Linked DNA regions of Mus musculus: all the other regions are linked to region 1. The links are chromatin contacts, called in public Hi-C and HiChIP or PLAC-seq maps. All regions are on one chromosome and are shown on one strand. Each heading gives the region's core, a stretch centred on a gene start, on an enhancer-like site or on the middle of the called end of the contact. The rest is flanking DNA. Distances are from core to core; before and after follow the strand shown.

Evidence for each region. Hi-C and Micro-C count contacts between places; a contact is called where the count stands out from the background. HiChIP or PLAC-seq counts read pairs in DNA pulled down with a chosen protein or histone mark.
Region 2: a Hi-C map of cerebellum shows a contact between it and region 1, with 1.7 times the contacts expected there. The contact joins the enhancer-like site here to the promoter of St8sia4 in region 1. A contact is called at or near these places in 7 of 39 promoter capture datasets (the 3T3-L1 cell line, the C10 cell line, the HPC-7 cell line and 3 more), 1 of 15 datasets of contacts at CTCF or cohesin (pro-B cells), 1 of 484 Hi-C or Micro-C datasets (cerebellum), 4 of 115 datasets of contacts at active chromatin or transcription factors (the SCID.adh cell line, astrocytes, embryonic hindbrain and 1 more) and 3 of 9 other capture datasets (adipose tissue, liver and macrophages).
Region 3: an H3K27ac HiChIP or PLAC-seq map of regulatory T cell precursor shows a contact between it and region 1, with 7 times the contacts expected there. The contact joins the enhancer-like site here to the promoter of St8sia4 in region 1. A contact is called at or near these places in 6 of 39 promoter capture datasets (the C10 cell line, the HPC-7 cell line, hippocampal neurons and 2 more), 2 of 15 datasets of contacts at CTCF or cohesin (large pre-B cells and pro-B cells), 4 of 484 Hi-C or Micro-C datasets (B cells, DN3 thymocytes, pre-pro-B cells and 1 more) and 12 of 115 datasets of contacts at active chromatin or transcription factors (the 230-238 cell line, CD8 T cells, the SCID.adh cell line and 8 more).
Region 4: a Hi-C map of bone marrow-derived macrophages shows a contact between it and region 1, with 20 read pairs. The contact joins the enhancer-like site here to the promoter of St8sia4 in region 1. A contact is called at or near these places in 4 of 39 promoter capture datasets (the C10 cell line, the HPC-7 cell line, hippocampal neurons and 1 more), 1 of 15 datasets of contacts at CTCF or cohesin (pro-B cells), 5 of 484 Hi-C or Micro-C datasets (bone marrow-derived macrophages, cortical neurons, forebrain and 1 more), 7 of 115 datasets of contacts at active chromatin or transcription factors (the 230-238 cell line, the HPC-7 cell line, PVALB interneurons and 3 more) and 2 of 9 other capture datasets (adipose tissue and liver).

What each region holds. Positions count from the first base shown.
Region 1 is chr1:95,665,265-95,671,404 of GRCm38.p6, reverse strand. It overlaps St8sia4 (ST8 alpha-N-acetyl-neuraminide alpha-2,8-sialyltransferase 4), which reads left to right and starts at 3,811. Exons shown (of 5, transcript NM_009183.2): 1 at 3,811-4,256. The coding sequence starts at 4,144. It overlaps Gm30431 (predicted gene, 30431), which reads right to left and starts at 3,704. Exons shown (of 4, transcript NR_166710.1): 1 at 3,249-3,704.
Region 2 is chr1:95,219,914-95,226,053 of GRCm38.p6, reverse strand. No RefSeq gene overlaps it. Among named protein-coding and RNA genes, the nearest start is that of Fam174a, 91 kb to the left of the region's middle. Within about 2 kb of position 2,438, at least 13 of the 459 cell types and tissues checked have an H3K27ac peak or open chromatin away from gene starts, as enhancers often do. A contact at or near this core is called in cerebellum, where this site is marked.
Region 3 is chr1:95,264,852-95,270,991 of GRCm38.p6, reverse strand. No RefSeq gene overlaps it. Among named protein-coding and RNA genes, the nearest start is that of Fam174a, 46 kb to the left of the region's middle. Within about 2 kb of position 2,716, at least 100 of the 459 cell types and tissues checked have an H3K27ac peak or open chromatin away from gene starts, as enhancers often do. A contact at or near this core is called in the 230-238 cell line, CD8 T cells, DN3 thymocytes and 10 more, where this site is marked.
Region 4 is chr1:95,336,556-95,342,695 of GRCm38.p6, reverse strand. No RefSeq gene overlaps it. Among named protein-coding and RNA genes, the nearest start is that of Fam174a, 26 kb to the right of the region's middle. Within about 2 kb of position 2,880, at least 24 of the 459 cell types and tissues checked have an H3K27ac peak or open chromatin away from gene starts, as enhancers often do. A contact at or near this core is called in the HPC-7 cell line, the SCID.adh cell line and bone marrow-derived macrophages, where this site is marked.

The sequences.
Region 1 (6,140 bases), core at 2,562-5,061:
ACACAAGCCCACAGTGAATTCAACAAGGCCACACCTCCTAAATAGTGTCGCTCCCTGGGCCAAGAATATAGAAACCATCACCACAATACACATAGAGTTAGCTCTTAAAATAAAAGTTAGGTCTCAAAGATACAGTAGTACTACATGTCTTAAATAAATTCTCTTCTCTGGGATTTTTACAAAACTATCTCAGAATTCTGTTTTTTATAAGATGCCTTCTTATACAAACTCCTATGTTTGTTTTAGCTTATTTTACTGTGTAGCTTGCTGATACTTTTGACATTGATTCTATATTCAAAGAGACTGCATCATGTATTAAAAAAGACCCTTCATTTGCAAAACACCATAGAACAAACCTACAGGTTCCATGATGTGGGGCACTACTACTCTGAAGTTTTCATCAACTCCAGGACAATTTCTACAGGATTTTACATATAATAAGCATTCATTTCTGAAATTCCAATGTAGATGTAGTCTTCTGTCAAGAAGATTAAAAGCAGAAAAATCCACTACATGTTCTTCATATTCTAAAGCATGTTTTAAAGAAATAAATGATTCTACATTTAGGTCATACAAGAGATATTAAAAGTCCTTCTATTTTTATCTTCCCTGCATAGTGACTCAAATTTTGTCTAATGACAGAATTGTCATTGCAGCTAATATAAATCATCCCAATTGCATCAATGACAGATGTGAGAATGTGTGCTTAACCACAATGCATACGCTATCTATCAGTATTGACCACTTCTCAAGTGGGATATAGGGAATTATGATTGTGGTAATAGAGAGGAAGATCAATTATTTATTTTATGTTGGGGAGTTACAGGTCAGATGTGAAATAGACTCATTATTTTCCCCTTATTCCCAACGGCTCTCTCCAATAAGTGTCTATTGATCCATTCTCCCCAGAAGCAGTTGCTGCTAATGGATTAGGCAAGTTTATGCTTGGAATTCGTACTTTCCTTTGTAAGTACTATATTTATTCATTTGTCTAATACTCGTTTTCCAAAAATTGAGATTTGTACAATCTTAGTTTAGTAACAGTCAAAGCATACAGTCTGAAACCTTTAATAGAATTTCTTACTTTGTATATTTAAATACAAACTGAGCCGTCCTCAGTAGATTAAAGCAGAAAATAAAAATTATGAAAACAAAGTTATAAAAAGTGAGACCAGACAACTGCTAATTGACTCCATAGAACTGTCACTCAAAGAATAGGAGGGCCTATGTGGTTTTTTGTTTTGATTTTGGTGTGTGTGTGTGTTTGTGTGTGAATGTGTGTGTGTGTGTTTGTGTGTGTGTGTGTGTGTGTGTGTGTACATGTATTTTATTGTGTGGATCAGAGGACCACTTGCAGACATCCATGCTATGTTTCTACCATGTGAATCCTAAGGATTCAACTCCTTTGTTAGGACTGATGGTGAGTAAATTTACCAGCAAAGTCTCAGTGGCCTGAGCCTGGTTTATGAATTCCATAGCATAATTTTGAGAGAGAGAAGAAAACATGCTACATGGATGCAGTGGTGTGTGTGTGTGTGTGTGTGTGTGTGTAATTTTAACATCTCAAAAGACTCTGTGATAAGAAATAGTAATAGAACAATAAAACGCTTAGGCTGAGACAAGAGTCTACACACAATTAAAATGTGAGCCTTAAGAAATTAAAATGGTTCTTACAAACGGAGGTGTTTCTGAACAGCACAATTGAAAAAGATATATCTCACAAGACAATCTTCAAGTTGAGTTTTACAAATTGAAGATTATTTAACTGATAGTCTGTAAGTGGTAGTTAATTGTAAAAGGTTCATGCTTGCTTACAAACCATTACACTGTATGCAAAAGAATAGTATTGCCAATTACCCAAGCCAGCCGATATTGAAGAATTGAGAATAATGATGATAGATTTCCTGATCTGGGAGAAATTTCACTCATTTATGACTCTGCATTCTAGCTAAAGTCAAAGTCTTTTGTGATTAGACATGTATTATATTTGGTTCTATGTATGGAAACATAAGCAAAGGTCAATATATAAAAACAAAAGGTTTTTAAAGTTGGGCATTTACCTGAGAGAAAATGAACTAATAGAGGAAAAAATGAAAATGATATTTTCTGCATGTGAACATGATATTTTTTCTTGCAACAAACAGCATTTTTATACACCCCAGCCAATACCACTTCCCTTTAACCCATGAGAAACTGTTTTATTTTTCTCCCTGCTGCTACTTGAGAAGTCTGTGTAACTAAAATGCATTAAGGTAAGCAGGATTTGCGTGGACATCAATCCACTGGAAAGGCTCCCAGCAGGCCACTTGTAATGTCAATAAAGACTCATAATTGCTTGCTCCTTGATGCATTTTAGACTTGGCTCTTTGGTTGCCTGTCCTGCAGAGATTAGGTTCTCAAAACTTAGGAGACTTAACTTCCTAAACCTTGAATAGAAACTGACACACATAAACAGGGTCTTATACTAAGCTCTGTTGGTTTACTTTTAAAGACCTCAGCAGCTAGGCAAAGGTTCTAGAACCTCGGGTTTTAAGCAAGGGTCATGTCTTTCTACTTAATGCTGCTCCTTGAGTCACTCTGAATTCTTCCTAAGTCCAAGGATACCCAAATCCTGGTGGTGAGCCTTCTCATTTGCTGATGTGGAAAGTGCAAACTTAATGGGCTAATGGACTAGCAAAGGTACTGCTCAGTGAAGGAGCAGGAAGTCAGACTTCAGAGCCTCTGGAATCCTGGGGCCAAGGCACACAGATAGGAAGGAGTCTGGTTTCCAGGCTCTGTCTCCTGCTGAGGAAGCATGTAGATGTTAGGTGTGATAAGCCTGAGCAGTCAGCTCTCTTGAATGTGCCAGAAACTAGGAATGGAGAGGTGCTCAGCTAGAATACTCAGAAAGCGCGCCAGCTGCACAATACAATAGAAGTAAAAAAAAAAAAAAAAAAAAAAAAAAAAAAAAAAAAAAAAAGGTAGGCGGGAAGAGGGGTGAAAATCAGAGCCCAATACACTTCAGTTGGATTTTCAAGAGGAGCCTGCCTTTCCTGCTTTTTACCCTTCCTTTCTTCTTCCCTAGGATTACGAATGTGTTGGTGGGTGTGCCGGAGGACGCTGCCTTTTCTCAGAATTCTGGTCTCAGCAGTGAAGTTTAAATGGCATTGGATTTGCCTTCACTTCGTGAGGAGTTTCCAAACGACAACGCGTGGGTCACAGAAGTGTCCATAATGTTCGTAAGGATGCCTCCGACTTCACTTGCTTACCTCAAGCTTCAAGCTGGGATCCTCATTACCCATCCACTCTGCGGGCGAGATCAGCTCATCAGCTCCTGTGAATAATCGTATTTTCCAGACAGAGTTGTGCACTGAATAATGAACGTTCCCCTTCCACTTCCCTGTTGGATTTCACTGTGCTTCGGTCGGGTTTATTCGCCCGTGCGTTTACGTATGTTTAGCAAACACGCTTTGAATGATAGGCTGCTTTCTCGAGCTATCCTTATCCCTAGCCATTGCGTTCCTCTGGTGGGATGAGTCTCATCTTTCTCAGATGAGATGAATGCTGGTGTCGAAGCTGGCGGATCTGGAGCCTTGACGTTTGGGCGTCCTAGGAGATAGTGTGGTTCTGTGTGTGTCTGTGGTTTGGGGGCATGTGCGCAAGAACGCGTCCGCGTGCGACTGTGAGCTTCCTCCACCCGGCATAGTGCAGACCGAGCTCACAACGACTCTCCGAGCAGCCGCCAGTAACGCAAGGCAACAGCAGCCTCCGCCCCCTCAGCACGGTGATTGGCTGGCCTTGCTTATCGTTTCCCTGCTACGGCGAGGAAAGGGCCAGTGACGCCCCCGAGCCCAGCTGCAGAAGAAACCGCCACCTCCAATGCACAAGGTGTCACATTTGAAAAGAAACCTGAGCCCCAGGGAGGCGGCGCAGAGCGACCCGGGCCCGGTAAGCGCTAACTGCGCGGCAGGGAGCTGGGCAGCGCTGGAGAACCGGGAGAGCTCCACCGCTGAACATCCTAGCGACCTGATTCTGGGATCTCGGCTCCACGCTCCCTTCGCAATTTTCAGATTTCTCCCCCTTGATTATCATCCCAAAACGGAGCCTTTATACCAGGAGAAGGTGCCTGAGCTGGGACAACCAGGACTTTCCCGGGCACCCAAGATGCGCTCAATTAGAAAACGGTGGACCATCTGCACTATAAGTCTACTCCTGATCTTTTATAAGACAAAAGAAATAGCCAGAACTGAGGAGCACCAAGAGACGCAACTCATCGGGTAAATGCATGTTCAAGGATATGACACCAAATCAAGCCATAGTGAAGTGTGCTTAGAGCCGGGAGAGTGACGTTTTTGGAGTGCTGTGTGTATTGGTTTGGGCGTGCTTGTGCAGAGTGTCATGAATTAAATAACAAAGGCTCTTTGGAGGTGTGTGTGCATGTTTCCCATGCTGGTTCTAGGATGAGTTTAACTTGCCCTGTGCAATGGTGGTGGTGGTGGTGGTGGTGGTGGTGGTGGTGGTGGTGGTGGTGGTGAAAGATGTATTGGCACAGGGTGCAGCTCACCAAAGAAGTCACTGCAGAAGTGTCAACAAAGAACGAGTGCCCTTGTCAGTTTAACGCTTGAGCAGAATTCAGAGATGTCTTTACTCCTCAAGCCTTCTCTTTCTTTCTTTCCTTCTGTGTCCCGCCAGTCTATGAGGACACCATAAAAAGCGGCGTTCTCCAAAGTTTATGGTCACAGAAGTGAAGTGGGTCTTTACTCTTTTTTGTTTGTTTTTGTTGGGGGAGGGGACGCCTGTAAGATCTATTTTCTTTCTTTCTTTCTTTCTTTCTTTCTTTCTTTCTTTCTTTCTTTAAGTTAGACATTTCAGTATCAATAAGGAAAATTCCTTATTCACTCCTCTACGTATAAAACTCCCGGGTTTCATGGTTACAGTTTTAGAAGGGAACTGGGAACTGCGCCTTTACAGACCATATCTGCTCTTTTTTTTTGAGTTTGTCAAGATGTGATCAAAATCTCCGCCCCATTAAGTTCTGTAAATATCTCACTTCCTTCCTCTCTCCCCTGGCTTCTCTGCCTTTGAAGTCTATCCGGGAGCAGAGCGAGCGATTTGTAACTTCTTGTCTCTGACAAGGCTTGGAAGCGCACATCTGAGGATATGGCCCTGTTGTCAACTCTGTTAAAAGTCCTGTTTCGGAAATCCTCCCAAGTCCGGAGCTTTCCACAGTCGGAAACTGCACTGGCTGAGATTTCCTTCTGTTTTTACATTGTCTCTGGCATCTTTGAAACGAAGAAGGATGCTTTGGCATTTTTGTGTGTGCGCGGTTTTGTGTGGGGGGCGGGGCAGAGAGCTTCTCAAACACACACTAGGAAACTTTACGCAGCTCTTTTCTTAATATCCCCGCTCCTCTCTGAGTAATCAGTCACAATGAAGTGAGTAAGACGCAGGTGTATCCTCCCGGAAGGACTTGCTATTCTGCATAAAGCTAATAGTACTAGGCTCAAAGGGGACTCTAGGAGAAAGGAACACTAATAAGGAGTGGGCCGAATGGTCCTTATGCTTCAACAAACCTATTCAAGGTTTGTATGAGAGGAAAAATAAATACATACATACATAAATAAAAAGAATTAGGTGAAGTCGTTTACCTAGAAGTGGATGGTTGGAAAATCCATGTCAATGGTGGAAAAGAAAAATTGGGAGGGGTGTGAATAAACCCAGCAGACCTGTTTTTGCCAGGCAGACAAAGGGGTCTTGAAGGTGGTGAACCCGCGCGTGGGAACTCCTGGGAGAGGCGGAGGCTGGGGCTTGCGAATCGAGGCTCTTTGTTCCCTTCAGAACTGATTGGGTTCCAAGGAGCCGGCGCTTAGACAAAGCGGCCAAGCTTCTACAGGACTCCAGTGGTTTGGGACCCTAGCGAGCAGGAGTGGGCGTGGTGATGAACACTATGTCCAAACCCTGCAAAGGAGTCATTCCCTTGCTCGGATAAATTGCCTCCAGGAAGGAGGCCTGTATCCCGGGTGCCCCAAAGGAAAATATCAGATCCAGGACACTCCACGTTTCACAGTGACATTTATTCTCTGGCCTTTTTGGAAATCAAGGGAGGGTCTGCACAGCCCTGGCATCAGAGGAGCTGCAGCCCCACAGTCACACAGCGACTG
Region 2 (6,140 bases), core at 1,189-3,688, 440 kb after region 1:
TTCCCTCTTAGAAATGCTTTCATTGTGTCCCAAAGGTTTGGGTACGTTGTGGCTTCATTTTCATTAAACTCTAAAAAGTCTTTAATTTCTTTCTTTATTCCTTCCTTGACCAAGGTATCATTGAGAAGAGTGTTGTTCAGTTTCCATGTGAATGTTGGCTTTCTGTTATTTTTTTTGTTATTGAAGATCAGCCTTAGTGCATGGTGATCTGATAGGATACATGGGACAATTTCAATATTTTTGAATCTGTTGAGGCCTGTTTTGTGACCTATTATGTGGTCAATTTTGGAGAAGGTACCATGAGGTGCTGAGAAGAAGGTATATCCTTTTGTTTTAGGATAAAATGTTCTGTAGATATCTGTCAGATCCATTTGTTTCATCACTTCTGTTAGTTTCAGTGTGTCCCTGTTTAGTTTCTGTTTCCATGATCTGTCCATTGGTGAAAGTGGTGTGTTGAAGTCTCCCACTATTATTGTGTGAGGTGCAATGTGTGCTTTGAGCTTTACTAAAGTTTCTTTAATGAATGTGGCTGCCCTTGTATTTGGCGCATAGATATTCAGAATTGAGAGTTCCTCTTTCAACAATACAATTTTAAACTCATAATCTCATCTGAGATGTAAAGGCAACCTCTTAATTGTAACACACTGTAAAAACTCACAAAGGAAATTATTTATGTAACTAATATGTGTACATATTCATATACCTATACATACACATCATACACATACAGATACACATATACATCATATATACCATATACATACACATATACTTATACACACATACATATATACATCATATACATACACATATACATCATGTACAACATATGCATATACGTATACATACACATACATATATATCATATATATGCACATACACATATACATGTATTCCTTGCCATTCTAAAATAGAGGAAGCAAAGCATAGTAAGGAAATACTTAACCGAAGCAAGATCTAAACACAGCAAATTAAAATACCAAATCCTGCAGCTCCATGTCCAATGTCAATGATTTTAGATGCCTCTCTGAACCAGCTTTGCTGCCTATAAAATACACCTCTCCCTTGAGCTGTCTCCATTCATTGTATGTGGCTCCTTTTGTCAGGATTCTCACTGTTCTGGCATCTGCAACATCGTGAGATCTCTACTGTAACCCAGCAGCAGGAGCAGTAAGTTGAGAGCTGACACAGCAATGCACTGCCATCCCCAGAGACAATGCAAAAACAATGTAAAAACTTTAGTTTAGAGCTTTAAGTTTCAAATAGCATTTGAAATGTAAATGAAGAAAATATCCAATTTTTAAAAAAGCAAAAAAAAAAAAAAGCAAAAAATAGAGCTTTAAGTTTAAGTAAAGGCTTAAAATACAATTAGTAGGAAAATTATTAAGGGTCACCTCTGTGGAACTGGTGTATGTGTGAATCTCACCTGTTATCTGGCATGTAGTATGATTACATATAAACATATTGTATGTTACCATAAAATTTCTTCCTCATGCTTTATAGTTGTAATTTTAATTCAACAATTATAATCAATATTTATTAAGCCCTTTAATAGATTGGAAATCCAACATGTAGAACATTGAAGCCAACTCAAGCACTTGAAAATACCTTTGTTGAATGAAGTGATACATAATTGGAAATGACAATGATGGAATGATGGATGCCACAGAATCCCATGAGAAGCTGAAGGCTCAGGGTAGATAGCCTGTTTTCATAATTGTAAAACATGCCTTTTTAAAGGTTCTAAAATCAAATACTTGAAAGATTTTTCAGTTGAATTTACTCCAGTATCCAAATCTTAGGCACTGCCTGACACCACAGGTGTATTCAATAAATATCGCTAGGTGAATGCCAATGAAAATCTGTAAATAACTTGTTTAGTGATTGTTAGATTATTTAAAGTACTTTATCTCATGTATTCAATCACAAGAATACCAACTTTTGTATCAATACTATTTTAAAGTACATAGTTAACACACATAAAACTTGAGGGTGCAACATTTTCATAGAATATGTACAACACCAAAAACACTGAAGCTTTTAACTGGAGAGTATTTCAAGAAACAATAATTCCCTTCTCTCTTTCCATTTTTTCACTCAAATGTTTACATTACGCTATAGTCTCTAAAATGAGCCTTTGAATATTTCAGTTTCTCTCCAAAGACTGATGTTCATTTCAGAGTTAACTGAGCAGAAATGTAAGAACTTTATCAGAAAATAATTATGATGATAAATGCTTTGTTGTTAAGGAAATATCCATTTTTTGGACCCTAATCAGGATTAGTTAACATTAAGGAGCTGAAACAATATTTTAGTTGTTCATATTTGTCACAAGCAGGAAAGTAAAATTTCTCATTGGCAACTGTGAATTGCTTGGAATTCCCAGCCTCAACACTCTCTGTTGCACAGTAAATCCCCAGAGGAAATCACATGACAGAACAGCTATTTTTGTGTCTTGCTAAGACCAGAATTTTGAAGTGTTACCAAGAAGAAATATTTTCCCTCCATTTATATGCACACCAATAATTAGTCTCAAGGAAATGAAGTGCATAAAAAGTGAATTGAGATTTTGTTTTTAACATGAGCTTGTTTGATAACAGCTTCCACTCTCCTGACAGATGGATTCTTCTTGGCAGATGATTATGCAAACTGTTCCTTCCGTGCCTGTCTACATGAAATGTATTCTATAAACACACTGAAGCCTCATGCTCCTCTGAGTCCTCAGTGCTTGAGAATGTATTAGCACCATACTGATTTGGATGACAGGATTTAAAAGTGTCTGAGGGTGGAAATGGAGAAAATTCTAGTGTGATTGCTTTGCTTCAGTCAAGAGTCCTGGCAGATAATAAGGTGCCTCCTTCGAAATTTCTTAGATAGGAATTTTATGTCATAGGAAAAGAACTCATCTAGGGAATTTCTACAATATATTTTTTTTTCAAAAAGCACAAATACTGGGAAACCAATATTTGTGGAAAGTAGTATCAGGGAATTGCCAAATACATGACAGGTAAGCATAAGGGTCATTCTGACACTGAGAGTCTAGCTACAACAGTTATATTTTATCATAATTTCCAGGTTTTATAATGAGTGTTCTAATATGCTGATAAGAGAGATTACTCCCCTTCTGTCACTATAATCAGAGATGTTAAGATTGACTTCATTGCTGTGCAATCCAAGAGCAAGAGAATATTTTCTTGAGGAACTACAAGCAAAATGTATTTTTGTCAAAGTACAGTTTGGGTCAATAGAAATACAGGCTGTGTGCATTAACTAAACAGATTCAAGGTGCTGAGTAGTGTAAAAAGCCTCCACTATAAAGGTGGAAACATAGCTAGGTTGTAGGACACTTCCATTGCATGCATGAGGCTCCAAGTTTAACCTCTTGCATTGGAAAAAGAGGAGGGAAAAAAAGGAAAGACATTAGAAAAGAAAATAAATTCATTGTGCCTCCCTAGTTTTCCATTGGACTGCCAACTTCTTTGTCGGGCTGGTCAGACATTCAAATTCTTTCAAAAGTGGCTAAAACCACAATTCTCCAAGACAGGATTATCACTATGACAGCCTGACTCTATAGCCCCTGTCTTATGGTTACTTTCTTCAGAGTAAAGTATTACCTTCTAGAATGGAGACGGAGGCTCATAAGCAAATCAAAAGACTCAGGAAGCTCAGAAGGTTATAAGATACACAATGCCATGTTCCAAAGACAGTAAAACCAGTAAACAATTGTTGAGAAATGGTGGTCTTTGGTGAAGCTATGTAATAACTGACTTTGGGTCATTCATGCTTCTATGTGTAAATGCAATAAATTCATTGATATTCAGAGTAGGGTTTAATTGCTTATTTGAATGGGCCTCAGGAGTCTATATTTGATAAACAATGCTTCCTTACATCTACCTGGAGAAACTACCCAATAACATTTGAAAAATGATTAATAATAATAATAATAAATCTTGATTAGTTTCTTTTGGAACACCTAGAAGTCCTTTATAAGATAGAATCTACTTAAGAAGGAAAGAGATGGAAAGGGAAAGCATCTTGAAGCCCATTTGATAAGAGTTGGGTAAAAACATTGAAGTTATTGGTAGAAACAGTATCCCTTCTCTGACTAGATCTTATCTATTCTCCCTCCAAGGATAAATGTGGGCAGACACTTAGGGATGTTCAACAGGAGATTTTTTATTACTAACTTAGTATGAATAACCTTAAATTGGTTAGAGAACTTTAAACATGGGATTTGACACTTCAAATGGAATAAGTAGCCATGGAGTGTGATTCTAGCACAGTTACAGCTTAAAGAAATGGAAATGTTACTGGTAAAGGAAGTGCTGGAGCCTGAAAACATTTGCAATCTTCCTTCTCTTTCTCCTCCCCTGAGCTCTTCACATGGTCTTTCTTTACAGACACTGAATTCCCACATAAACAGTGCCTGCTCCTCCCCCATTGACTGAAGGGAACTATGAGAATAAGAAGAGAAATAGCAACCATTAGGAAAGAGCTGTCAAAAGTCTCTTACTGGTTCTTATACAGGCCCCTGCATGTAGTGTAGGCTGCTCCTGGCTTGGATGTATTCAAGGGTTATTCTGTCAAAAGTCAGGGTTTTCAGACAGCCAACCAGAGCTGCTGTCTCCTTTGTGTGTTCATGTTCAGGTTGCTATTTGGGTGTTGATCTCCCTGATCATCAGAGGAGTGTATAGGGAAGGAAGCGCCTTAGAGTGGGCCTCTCTTACCACTATTAACTTGATACATTAACGGAATCTGGAGACAGTCCTCTGGCTTCCATATGACTTTGAAAAACAAATCACAATCTAAAAGACAGAATTTTGTTGAACTAGGGTATTATAATTTATTTTCCAGTCAACCAGATGTTTTGGGATTCTTGAGTTGAGTGAAGGGATTGGTGGTGAAAATTACAAAGATATATTGTGTACATGTATGAAACTTTCAAAGAATAAGTAATAAGAAATAGTTCTAAAAACACTATCATATGCTACAAAAGAGAAATGTATAATGTATAGATGCTTCTGATCAAGGGCAGTAGTCACAACAGTTGTGTTATGATTTATGTGAAAAAGATTGGAGGAAAGAATGTGAGAAGTTGTGTATGTATATATATGTGTGTGTGTGTGTATGTGTGTATCTATGTGTGTGTACTGTGTGTGAAAATGTATGTGTGAATGAGTGTGTGAGTCCTTATGAAAATTCAATTGTATAGTAAAAATATGTGATCCAAGAGACAGTTTATCCCTGAGCTATGCCAGAGCTATAGCTCCATGTCACATACTCCCTGGGTATTGGAGTGGATGTTTTGATATAGCTATTTACAATTACTACCATGCATTTAATGAATGCATATCAAATCATACTAGTTTTATGACATGAATCAAAATTAGATTTTGATTCTAGATACTTAGCTTGTATAACCTCATTTGTAATAAGTATCATTGCCCTTGGCTAATAATTGAGATCAGATTTAGTTTCTAGATTTAAGTTTCTAGATTAATTATTTTCTAAATATGTGAAAATGAACAAAGTAATGTATCTGAGAATATAAAAAAAACTTCATGCTTATAGTATTCTCTGTCTCTCTCTCAACAAGTAACTAGATCTTCTTTGACATTAAATAGAAGTGAGTTATTAATCATTCCTTCAATAAAATTGTTTGATTTTTCAGATTTTTTAAAAATAAACTGAAAGACACTGAACAGCCGTGTCCTTCTTTTATGGTGTTCTTATTTTATTTATTTCATCTTATATTATCTTATTTCATTTCATGTTCCAATTGGGATGAGGGTTGATATAAATTAATAAACACAGAGGAGAAAAAACCCAAAACAGAAAAAGACAATGTCCTGGGGTTGGTAGTATGTATAGGGAATCTAAGACCAGGAATCAATTTTTCTGGTGTGATATTTTAGTGAGGAATAAATTGTAAATAAAAACTACTTCTACAAGGATGAATGTGAAGATAATGTGACCTCATGAAGGGTCACAGATACAGTTCTGTGAGATTAGTTTGGGTACTGATTGTCTGCTGAAAATAAGGTGTTTACTTGTGCTTGGGCCATCTCTTCTTCTCATGGACCCCTTTAAGGTCTTACTTCAGTTTCTTTACTGGTTAAGTAAAGAATGAGTGAATGTTC
Region 3 (6,140 bases), core at 1,467-3,966, 400 kb after region 1:
GTAGGTGTGGGCTTAAGATCCTCACCCTAGTTGCCTAGGAGTCAGTCTTCCACTAACAGCCTTTGGATGAAGATGTAGAACTCTCAGCTCTGCCTGCTCCATGATAGCCTGGATGCTGCCATGTTCCCACCTTGATGATAATGGACTGAACCTCTGAACCTGTAAGCTAGCCCCAATTAAATGTTGTTTTTTATAAGACTTGCCTTGGTTATAGTGTCTGTTCACAGCAGTAAAACCCTAACTAAGACAGTATCTTTGTGTATATATGAACATTATGATACCATTTCATTTAGAAATCAAAAAGATTTTATGATAGAATACAACCCTTGGAACACTCATCCCTAAATAAGAGGACTCCCTAAAAATCCCTTCCCCAGGATAGAGGGAGCTCTGAACAGGAGAATGTAGAATGAGTAACACTTAACCCTAGCCCTGGGTATTTGCTTTACCCTTAAGCAGGTACTATTAAAATAATAACATTCATGTCGTTTAAAATTTAATGAGTACTGATATTTAAAATCTGAAGCTGGATAACTGTCATAGAGTATTTCGTGCCATGCAGAATTACCTAAATTTTCATTTGCCATCAGGGGACATGACTCAAAGATTCCCCCAATTTTTCTTTGGTATCAGTTTCACAAATTGAATCAAGTAGCATTATTTTTTTCTGTCAAAAAGTTATATTTAACTTCTATTATTATGAAACCAAAACCACAGCAACTTGTCATTCTTTGATATAGGCACATTTTAAAAACATCTGCATCTGTGTCCTCTTATATAATATAGCTAATTAAAATTGTGTTTTCCTTACATACTTAAATGCAGCTTTTAATGCCCTGATTATTAAAAATGGCTGAAGTAGTAAAAATCTAGTTGGAACTGATTATAAACTTGCTCACAACAACCAGTCTGTAGCAACTCTTTGTTTTCAGAGGAGGAAGAAATATTTTACTTTATTAAAATGTACTTCATAATAATCCATTGTTTAGTAATATTATTGCTGGGTATTGTTTTGACAGTTATTGAGAAAAGAAAGAAAACCCCAAGAAAAATATAGTTTGGTAGCATAGGGAACTTGGGCGAGAAGATATGAGGTTTGGTTTCATTCTGAATTACAATAGCTACTTAGTAATATCTGTGTACCTTGGGTTTTACACATGCATATACATATATGGAAAATTATGATTATTTGTATAAAATAATAGGTATTTTATGACAGAAAATTGCAAGAGAAGCTAATATACCCACTTGCGAGTATTTAATTGACATTTAGAACATTATTTGAAAGAGGATGTAGACCAGATAGAGTCATACCATCTGGAAATAGATAAGAGAGCTTTAGCTCTCCCTGGGTTGTACTGGTAAGAACAAAATGTATTAAAGTAATGTTAATTCCATATAGAGCCACCAAACCTTGACGCTATTGTGGATGCAGGGAAGTGCTTGTTGACAGAAGCCTGATATGACTGTCTCCTGAGAGGCTCTGCCAGAGCCTGACAAATACAGATGTAGATGTACACAGCCAAATATTGGACTGAGCTGGGGTCCCCTATGGGGAGTTGGAGAAGGGAGTGAAGGAGCTGAGGGGTTTTGCAGCCCCATGGAGGGAGCAACAGTGTCAACAGGCCAGAACCCCTGGGGCTCCCAGGGACTGGACCATCAACCAAAGAATACACATGAAGGGACCCATGGTGCTGGCTGCATATGTGGCAGAGGATGGCCTTGTTGGACATCAGCGGGAGGAGAGTTCCTTGGGCCTGAGGGTGTTCGATGTCCCAGTGTGGGGGAATGCCAGGGCGGGGAGGCAGGAGTGGGTGGGTGCGTGGGGAGCACCCTCATAGAGGCAGTGGGAGGGGAGATGGGATAGGGGGCTTCCGAAGGGGAGACCTAGAAAGGAGAAACCATTTGAAATGTAAATAAAATATCCAATTAAAAAATAATGTTAAATGTTAAAACTGATAATAATATAAATTATAAGCGCTTCTGCTGATATTTGTCTGCCTGGAAATGAGAGAAACTGGATAGTGTTGTGATGTGGATTCCTAGGTGACAACTATTGGTTTCTTTCCATCTCTACAGGATACCTTGAAGAAAAGGACTGTTTGAAACCAACTGACTGGACTACCGTTATGCAGATCACAATTGCTGTAGAGGGACAACCGCCCTCCTGAAACCGCAGCTCAGTCTTAACTCTCTCAAGTACCATTTGCATGGGATACTTTGCTATGAAAAGCCCCAGGGTACTCATGGGGCTCTTTTCTACCCAGGCTGGAATGGGAATGGGGGCTCCTGGAGCTGCAATGGAACTGCTCTAACTATACAAGCTGGGCCAGCCTGTGGTCAGTGAAAACAAGAAACTTGCCTTTGAGTGTAAAGTTTGCTGTGATTGGTCAAAACACCCCTTCTCTGGCTACACAGAGAAGCTATGTGGTTCATGGGTAAGCTAGCTAAGAGATACTCCGCTGTTGTTGCGCTGGTGTTTCAACATTCAGCCCAGTGAACGACTTTCAATCGGGCATTGTTTTCCTTCCTTGCAATTGGCGAATGATCTCATTTGGTAGCATGAAGAAAGAAGTAGAGCGGAGATGACAGAGCTGTGGTAGCAGCAGTAGCAGTGAGTGAGGGAAGGTTGGAGAGCCAAGCTACAGAAGGGGAAAAGCAGCTGGCTGCTTTGACAGCTGCAGAAGAGCTTTTGAATATGTGGTGGTGTGGGAGAGAGTCCACAGTGAGTAAAAGCGAAACTGTGGGAACCACATTGCATTGACAGGTGCCAGAGTCAGAGTTGAGAAGTCAGCAGACCGACCGAGCTGCAAACACAAATATCAGGCTACACTGACATCTTCAAAAGAGGTGAATCTACGAGAGCAGCAGCTGGCGGTGACCCAAGCAGTAACAGAGAGAAAATGTTCTTTTATCTGCTTCATGTGCAGAGACAGCTGTGACAGTAGCTTTAGCAAGCTGCGCCACAAGCTGCTGTTAAATACTGAGGAATCTCAACATTAGAAGCACACGTAAGATCTTTAACACTCATAGGGTGAAAGGTCTTGGCTTCATTGCCCTGGGCAATAGATGCAACCTTCTTTTGCTCTTGCTTTTATCTGTTGCCAGACTCTATCAAATGTGAAGGAATGCAAAGGTTGCCAAGGGTTAGCACTGGAGAAGAGCATCTTCTTCCCTTCCCGAGGTTTCTATCCAAGTACAGTAAATGTATATCAGAAAGTTAACTGATAACAATGAAACATTTTAATCTTCTATACTTATTTACCATGTGTATATATGCACATGCATGCCATAGGACATATGGGGGTGTTAAAGGGCAGCTTTGCAAGTGTTCTTTTCTGCTTCCGTAACGTGAGTTCTCAGGATGGATTGAATTGGGGCCATGTGCTCCTACCCACTGAGTCATCACAGTGACGTCAATACAGCTATTTTGGTTAGCAATTTTATTTTGTTAACACTTATTGCTTAATTACTGATTTATCTATCTCTTTAATCTGTAGATATATCATTTTGCTAACTTCAATGGCAGTCAAACCCAAGATATCCCCACTGATTCAGCCCCAGTGATTCCCTTTCTGGCACTGGTGTTATGTAATCTTCCCCCTGTGATGATATTTTATCATTATGATTCATTATCTTCCTCTCATTATGCTATATCAACTCTGTTCTTCATGGCTGTTTTGCTCCCTCTATGTTATGGCTTTGAATAAGTTAATTATAATGTTAAGCTCCTTTGAAGGTCAGGTGGTAGGGAACTTGTAGTAAGTGTGGCTGGTATATGTCTAGGGCTCCCAGTCATACCTGGAGGTATATCTTTCCAGGGAAGTCACTAGATGAAAGTCAATTCCTGACTAATGTTTCAAATGCATCCTAGGATAAAACTTTAGCTGAAGAGACAGTTGAGATAGACCTATGTGCTGAAATGATAATATGTGTGTTCCGTTAAAACATATATTTTTGTTCACTTGTTCTGTAGCAACAGAAAACTTATACACTAGCAGGTCACACCTTTCATTTTTATAAACATAAAAATTCTTAAATGTTGCCTTTGTTTTGAAGACAATTTTATGCAAAACCCTCTTAAATAAAAGTGACAAGATTTTTTTTTGTAAATAAAAATGTAAAGATTTCTTGTACTAAGTGGTTTCCAGACTCATCAAAATCTTTTCAGATACCATTTTTCTGACCACTGTAACAGATCTTCAGTGGCTTTGAGAAGGCATAATTCAAAGAACCTAAGAAATTATGTCTGTTCTGTGTTCTGCAAGACATTACACAGATGTTTCTTCATCTCCTTCAATAGAGTGGAAAATAATCACCTTCATTTGCATTGTTTAAAATATTGCAAACTTATCATGTGAAATCTAAGTTTGATTGTATTTAAGCTCAAATAGTTCTAAATGTATGTAAGTTCTTTACATTATATGTCATATATATCATGTCTTATTTTGCTTTTTGATGTAATTCACATCATAACCAATAGCAACTCTGAACCAAATGCAGTTATTTTAGCTTGTAGCTGATTGTCCTCCTGAGGGAAGCCAGGAAGGGAACTCAAGACAGGAAACAGAGAGAAGAACTGGGGCGGGCATTATGGAAGGGCAGTGCTACTGACTTGCTTCCTGTGGCTTGGTTAGCTTGCTTTTCTCTACAACTCAGGACCAACATGTCCAGAGGTGGTGACACCAACACTCACTCCTACATCATTATTAATCAAGAAGATGCCCACAGGCACTCTCAGTTGAGCTTCTCTCTTGCTAGGTGACTCTCGTTTGTGTCAATTGGACAAAAGAGGACCAGCATGCATATGTTCTACTCAACTAGGATGAATGGGAGAACATAAAGTACTAGAACAAGTTTTTGTCAAATGACTTTGAATTCATTCTGGTAGAGCATAGAAAAGCATTTAATTAAAAAAACCTTATATATCAAGTTTACTGTAAGGGAACACTTGCTGATCAGATTATAAAAATGTACTGACTATAAGGACCTAGGTGCACTAGATGGAATCAATCACACCATTATTCTAAAAATAGTTTTTAATATCTTTTATTAATTTTTTGAATATTAAATATCTGTTTTAAAAGATTTATTTACTTATTATATGTAAGTACACTGTAGCTGTCTTCAGACACCCCAGAAGAGGGCATCAGATCTCATTAGGGATGGTTGTGAGCCACCATGTGGTTACTGGGAATTGAACTCAGGACCTTTAGAAGAGCAGACAGTGCTCTTAATCACTGAACCATCTCTCTAGCCCATCTTTTATTAATATTTATCTTCCAAAAATGTGTTCATTTTAATCCTGTAAAATATGACATAACCAGGTGAAGGATAATTTCAATGTGAATTGTTTCGTAAAAGTATTCTGCGCTCCCCAAATAATGGCATGTTAATGAATCAGAAAGCTAAGGGAATTGCTATGAAAATAATTGGAAGATAAAAGCAACAGAATGTTAGTGTTAATGCTTAAGTGTCTGCCAGTTATTTAACCTTTTAAACTTTTAAACTTTTTTTTTAAATTTAATATGAGTAATCAAAATTCCAAAGTCAAGTCTTATAAGGATGCATAGAAGGACTGTGCTGCTAAACAAGCTCTGACCCAGAATTGTTCCTCTCTGAAAGAACTGCTGGGACAAAAATGGAGAAGAGCCTGAAGGAAAGAAGGTCAGGTAACAGGCCCAAATTGGAAGCCAGCCCATGGGAGGTCCCAAAGCCTGACACTATTACTGACGCTATAGTGTGCTCACAAAAAGGAGCCTATCATGATGGCCCTCCAAAAGGCCCAACAACCAGCTGAAAGAGTTAGATGCAGATATTTACACCTAACCAATGGATAGAAGCTGGTGACCCCTGTGGTTGAATTGGGGAAAAGCTGGACAAAGCTGAGGAGGGCAACCCTATAGGAAGACAAGAAGCCAACTAAGGTAGACCCCTGAGATTGCTCAGACACTGAGCTACCAACCAGGCAGCATACACCAGTTAATATGAGGTCCCCAACACACATACAGCAGAGGACTGCTGGGTCTGGACTCGGTGCAAGGAGAAGCACCTAAACTTCAAGAGACTTGAGGCCCCAGGGAGTGGGGAGGTCTGGTCAGGTAGGGGTTGGGATGGGGGCATCCTCTTGGAGACAGGGG
Region 4 (6,140 bases), core at 1,631-4,130, 330 kb after region 1:
ACAAATTGCAGATCTGTCTTAATGGAGAATGCAGAGAGATGAAGTTGGACATTCAGATACTAGACAGTAGAAAGATAATTACTTTTGATGTACAATGGAAAACAGAATTAGCATTTTACCTGCTGTACCATGTGAAGCACATGGTATGCTGAGTGAATGCAGCATTGAAAAAGAACTGACAGAATGTTGGGTGGAGCCAGCTTGGCACTGTTGGGAAACTCTGGATGTGTGAAGGGGCCTACAGGCACAGATGGGGGAAATGCCACTTTAGTAAGAGAAGTACTTTCTGCCCACAACTTGACATCTGTTTTTCCAGATAATCCTATAATTCAGATCTCTAGAAGATTAAGAGATAAAAGCTCTGCCAGTATTCTAAATAGAAACCATTGTGAGGATAGCAAACTGCAGCCTTCACAGGAAAGGTAAACTGGGAAAAGGCCAGGCAAAATCAGATAGTATCAAGGAATAAATGAAGGTAAGGGTTTGGTTTCCTCCCCATGATATCTTCTAATGGACTCAGCCAATGGCCAATACTCTGAGGGAGGGAAAGTGGGCAGTGTAAATGCCAGTCAATAAAAAGTACACTCAGTGTGAAGATACCCAGACTGAACTGTAAAGCAGTAAGATGTCAGTGCTTCACCAAACATGTACCAAACAGACTGCGAGGTTTTCCATTACAACTACAGCAGTTGTAAAAATGTACAAGAATCTGCGGCATTAGGTCTGTAACCATCTCAAAGGATAAAGCAAGGAATACTGAAGCTAAAAAGGATGAAAGATTGCATGACTCAAGAGCTCACTCTGGAACTAGGGTAGGGATGCCTAGCAATGCTTAGCAGAATGTAAGATCTGTTGTATATGTATATGTATATGTATGTGTATGTGTATGTGTATGTGTATGTGTATGTGTATGTGTATGTGTATGTATATATGTATATGTATACACATATATAATAGATATATAGATACTAGACTGTAGACAGAGAATTACTTTTGATGTACAATAGGAAACCGAATTAAAATTAAAATATAGGCCTCAGGGAGTGGGAAGGCCTGGTAGGGGCAGGACACCCTCTTGGAAACAAGGGGTAGGAGGAATGGGATGAAGAACTGTGGGAGGGCGAACCGGGAGGGGGACTGGGCTGCAAAAAATAAAAGTAAAAAAATATTCCATATGCTTTATACAGGTATGCATGCATCCAGACCTTTAAATGATATATTTTTGTAAAACATATCTTCAAATATTCACAAAATTGAAAATTTTTATAGGATTAAGTTTAAAAATAACAAAAAAATTTCATTGTATTAATTTTTGGAAAAAATACAAGGTTTATATATATACATTCACACATATACGTACATACACACATATACACACATGTGTATATGCATATATATACATACACACATATATATGTATAAATATGTATTATATATGCTATATGCATTATATATATGAATTTTTATTGTACCCTTTTCTTGAATAGAAGTTTTTTTTTTTTTTTCTATTTCTTTTCTCAATTGAACTTGCCTTGGGGACATTATGATCTGTCTTTTGAGTTGTGAGTACAGGAAACTAGGAACGGGCACCCCTATTGGAAACATGACAGGCATATAACTTAAACTCTATCTAAATAGAATAGGACACTATTGTGCGGGGAGAACATGAGATTGTAAGGGTCCAAAAATTGCTGAAGGAAGACCTTAGACTAGGGTATTATGCAAAGCACAGGCCTTCTTAGAGGACATTAGGGGAGTTTTCTAGAAGGATTAGGTAATCTAAAATTTCATTGATGAGTGCTAGAGTGTCACAGGGGTTATAGAAACTTAAGAGTACTTTTTTAATTAGATATTTTCTTCATTTACATTTCAAATGCTATCCTGAAAGTTACCTATACCTACCCTCCCCATCCCCCCACTCCCCAGCCCACCCACTCCAGCTTCCTGGCCTTGGCATTCCCCTGTACTGGGGCATATGATCTTCACAATACCAAAGGCCTCTCCTCCCATTTATGGCCGACTAGGCCATCCTCTGCTACATATACAACTAGAGACACAGCTCTGGGGGGTACTGGTTAGTTCATATCGTTGTTCCTCCTATAGGGTTGCAGACTCCTTTAGCTCCTTGGATACTTTCTCTAGCTCCTTCTTTAGGGGTCCTGTGTTCCATCCAATAGATGACTGTGAGCATCCACTTCTGTATTTGCCAGGCATTGGCATAGACTCAGAAGAGAGAACTATGTCAGGGTCCTGTCAGCAAAATCTTTCTGGAATATGCAATAGTGTCTGGGTTTGGTGGTTGTATATGGGATGGATCCCCGGGTGGGGTAGCTCTAGATGGTCTTTCCTTCCATCTCAGCTCCAAACTTTGTCTCTGTAACTCCTTCCAAGGGTATTTTGTTCCCCATTCTAAGAAGGAGCAAAGTATCCACACTTTGGTTTTCCTTCAAGAGTACTTTTTAAAAAGTTGTTTAGATGGTGTTTTGCTGGAGCAAACACATGAAGGAATGTTTAGCTGAAGTGTACCCAGGTGAACTTCTAAGACAGACTCCTGAAGGGACATTTAGCTAAAGCAAACACAGGAGAAAGGATGTTCTGCTAAAACACACACATGAAAGGACACTTGAAGTATTGTTTTGCTAATGACACACTGGTATTGGTCTGCTTTACCCTATTTGAGCTGCATTTGTCAGGACTTCATAGAGAGAAACACACCAAAAAACTTGTGGTAGGGTGCTGTAGTTTCTTGCTGCCTCTCTGGCCTCAGGCTGATTGGCAGAGTGATGTCAGCTGAGACAGATGCACATGCTAAGTAGGGCAAGACCAGTACTGAAGTAAGACAAATGCTGATGCAAGACCTGTGGAGGACACATGATATTTGGAAGATATAAATAGAACTCACAGGACAGTAATAGAGGCTGAGGTAGACTTGCTAATAGAGCTAGTTGTGCAACACTTGTGGGTCTTGTCTCTTCACTGATCTTTGATTCCCTGAGATAGGAACAGCTGAGAACTTCCTCCTTCTCTCAAAATAAGAAATGTATCAGAGCAAAATACAGTCTTAGGTTGTTTTCAGTAATGTGCAACATTATAACCTTAAGGCAGGGTTCCAGTCAATAGTGCACTTAGAAAATCTTTTAATGACAACTCTGGGACAAAGACAAATAAACAAATAAAGCAAATTCCTATGCATATTGATTTCTGCTAGACAAAAAGCAGGACAGCATCAAGACTCTAAACCCCAAAACAGAGATCACCTCCAGAGAAAACAGAAACCATAGTGATATTGTCTAATGGTATACACTCCAAAGAGAATGAAGGAAGAGGCTCAAGTTTCTATCAACATAAATCAGACTCAGTTATTCAAACTCAAGCATAGGCCTTACAGCTCAGTGTCAGCAGCCTAGAGGATAGAAAAAGTGGCAAATATGCATTCACTAGGGTCCCAACTAGAACCCAGCCAAATAGGTGGCATGTGCTGAGGAATGAGTGTGACAGAAAGAGATAATAATTAAGTGCTGGTTCAACATTACCAGGAAAATAAGTATCAAATGTTTCATGACAAAGTACTAAGTATTAGAGGAGAGAGACAGAATAAGGCATCCAATTTAACAATTAAACATTGTACTAAGCCAAAATGTCACTTAGTGTTCCATAGAAAGACAGCATAGCTACCTCTAGTACCCCAGGCAAAATCATCCTTTTATAATTATTTAAATTTTTAATGAACTTCAAACCCATGTTTTTCCTTTGGACTATTGACTGTTGAAGAGGAAAGGTCATTTGTTTCTTTTGTTTATATTGGTTTTGTTAAAGAGAAACCATGTTTGGGGAATTGTGTTACATTCTGTAAATGCATCCAAACCTATCATCATCCCCTTAAATTCAAATGTATAAATCTTAGTGTTCAATCCAAGCCCTAAATGAGATATAACTTGGGGAATACTGGTTGAAAGATTGGTCTGTTTTGCAGATAAGGAAGTTATAAATTCTGGTGGACAGACAGTCTATGTTAGTGGTCTCCACAAATGGATACCACTGGATTCCTTCTGTGTGTGTGTTTTGTTTCTCCCATGATGAGCATGTGTAGGCTTAGATTTTTTTCAAAACCCACTACTTAGGTTTCTTAAAGACTTCAACCTCCCTTATAAACCACTGACCAGAGGTAGGGGAAGAAGGTCCATAGGCAAAAGCTGTTGTGGACTTGTTTCAGAAGTAGTTCCTTGAGATGATTCTACTCTTCCTTGTCAGATACCAGCAGTCCAATTCAACAGCAAACACCAAATAGTGATCAATAGCAGTGGCACAGTCCAGCAGAAACAAGCAAGGCTTCACCAAATTAACAGGAGTCAGCAGAAGCAGCCAGAATCATCCAGAGTCCCTACGGATCTGTAGCTTTAGTGGTAGAATTTTTTGTTGACTGATTTTTATAACCCAAATAACTAAGTGAATCTCCTCTTTATTTATTGTTGTTATTGTTGTTGTTTTGTTTGTTTTTGGGTTTTTTTCTGGAACAATCTGTAACCCACAGAATGGCAGAATTCTTTGTTTCTTTAAACATGTTCTCTAAAGCATGTTTGTCAAAATTAGCCAACAAAATGTCATCCATGCAACGGTAAATGAAAGACTGGGGAAATTGCTTACAAATTATTCTAATGATTGCAAGACAAAATACTGACATATAGTTAGATTATTTAATATTCCCTGTGAAAGTACCTTCCAATTGCATCTTTTTATTCGACCACTGTTGTTCAGATTATGTACTGAGAAAGTAAACTTTTCACTATCCTGCACATGGAAGGGTACTGTGAAAACAAAATCTTTCTAGTCAATTATAGACCATGATCTAGGGAACAGAGAAGATAAAGGAAGTCCAGGCAGTAAAGGAGCCATTGATTTAATTACTTTATTCATTGGTCTTAAATCAGCTATCATCCTCAATTTTCCTCTTTTTTTTTTTTTTTTTTTTTTTTTTTATACAACAGGAGGATTTTCCATGGGCTGGTAGACCCTTCTATATGTTGAGACTCCAGCTGCTCTTGTACCAGTTATTCAAGTATCTACAATTTTTCTTTTGTTATGGGCTACTGCTCTTGCCACATAGAGGTCTGTTTGATAACTACAAGACTGTTGGCATGTCAGCAGTGGCCCCTTTTATACACTTGAAAACTCAATCCCTGTGATGTCCTGTGTTTCAACAATGGGCACAGTTTATGACTGTTCTCAATCACCTGTTATCAATACCTTCCCCAGAAGCATCTACCGCATCATCTCCAGTTTCCTTATTTGCTCTCTCCCAGAAATGCAGGGATATTAATTTGAGTACCACATTGTTGTGAAAGATCCCTTACCCATACATTTTTGGGTATGTCAGCTACATACGGTCTCAATTTCCCTTTGCCCTTTGGGTCGCAGGTAACCCACTGGACATTTTGTCTTATTTGTGACAATTTAACAATCCTAATAAACATGTTTAAACCTTCTGTAGGGAGCAATCTGGATTCCAAGACTTTGGGAAAAATATACTAACTTCAGCTCCTGTATCCACCAAACTTTCTATTTCAACACCATTCATTTGTACCATTAATTTGTGTCTCTGATCATTAACCACTGTTTCCCAGAACACTTACTTTCCAGGATTCACCAAAGCCCCTGTTCTTTCTGCTGGACGTAAGGAAACAACTCCTGAGCAATTCTACTCCTTGCTTAAATATGCATCTCCTTTTTCACATATGCCATGATTCAAATTTCTTCCTTGCAATCTCAACCTACTATACCTAAATGCACAATAAATTATTGAGAAATTAAGCTACTTCTTCTCAAGATTGTCCCTACTGTCCCTACTGGTAAAGGACCATAAATACTGGTGGTAAACTTCTAACGTTCAACTTTTGGGGATAGTGTTAAGAGGTGTATCTGTGGCCAGACCAAACCTGCACTTCTGTAGCATGTATAAGATCAGAAATAGTTTTGATTTTCTTGTCAGCTTGGTACCACATGGATGACCAGTGGAAGATGGCTCATATTGTTGCAGGGCCTCGAGCTAACAGGCCCCTTGGTTTGTTTCCTAATGGCGAAGGATTACCTCGTATGTCTCTTGGAGCTACAATCCTTAGACCCATGCTTGCCCTTTCCAGAGT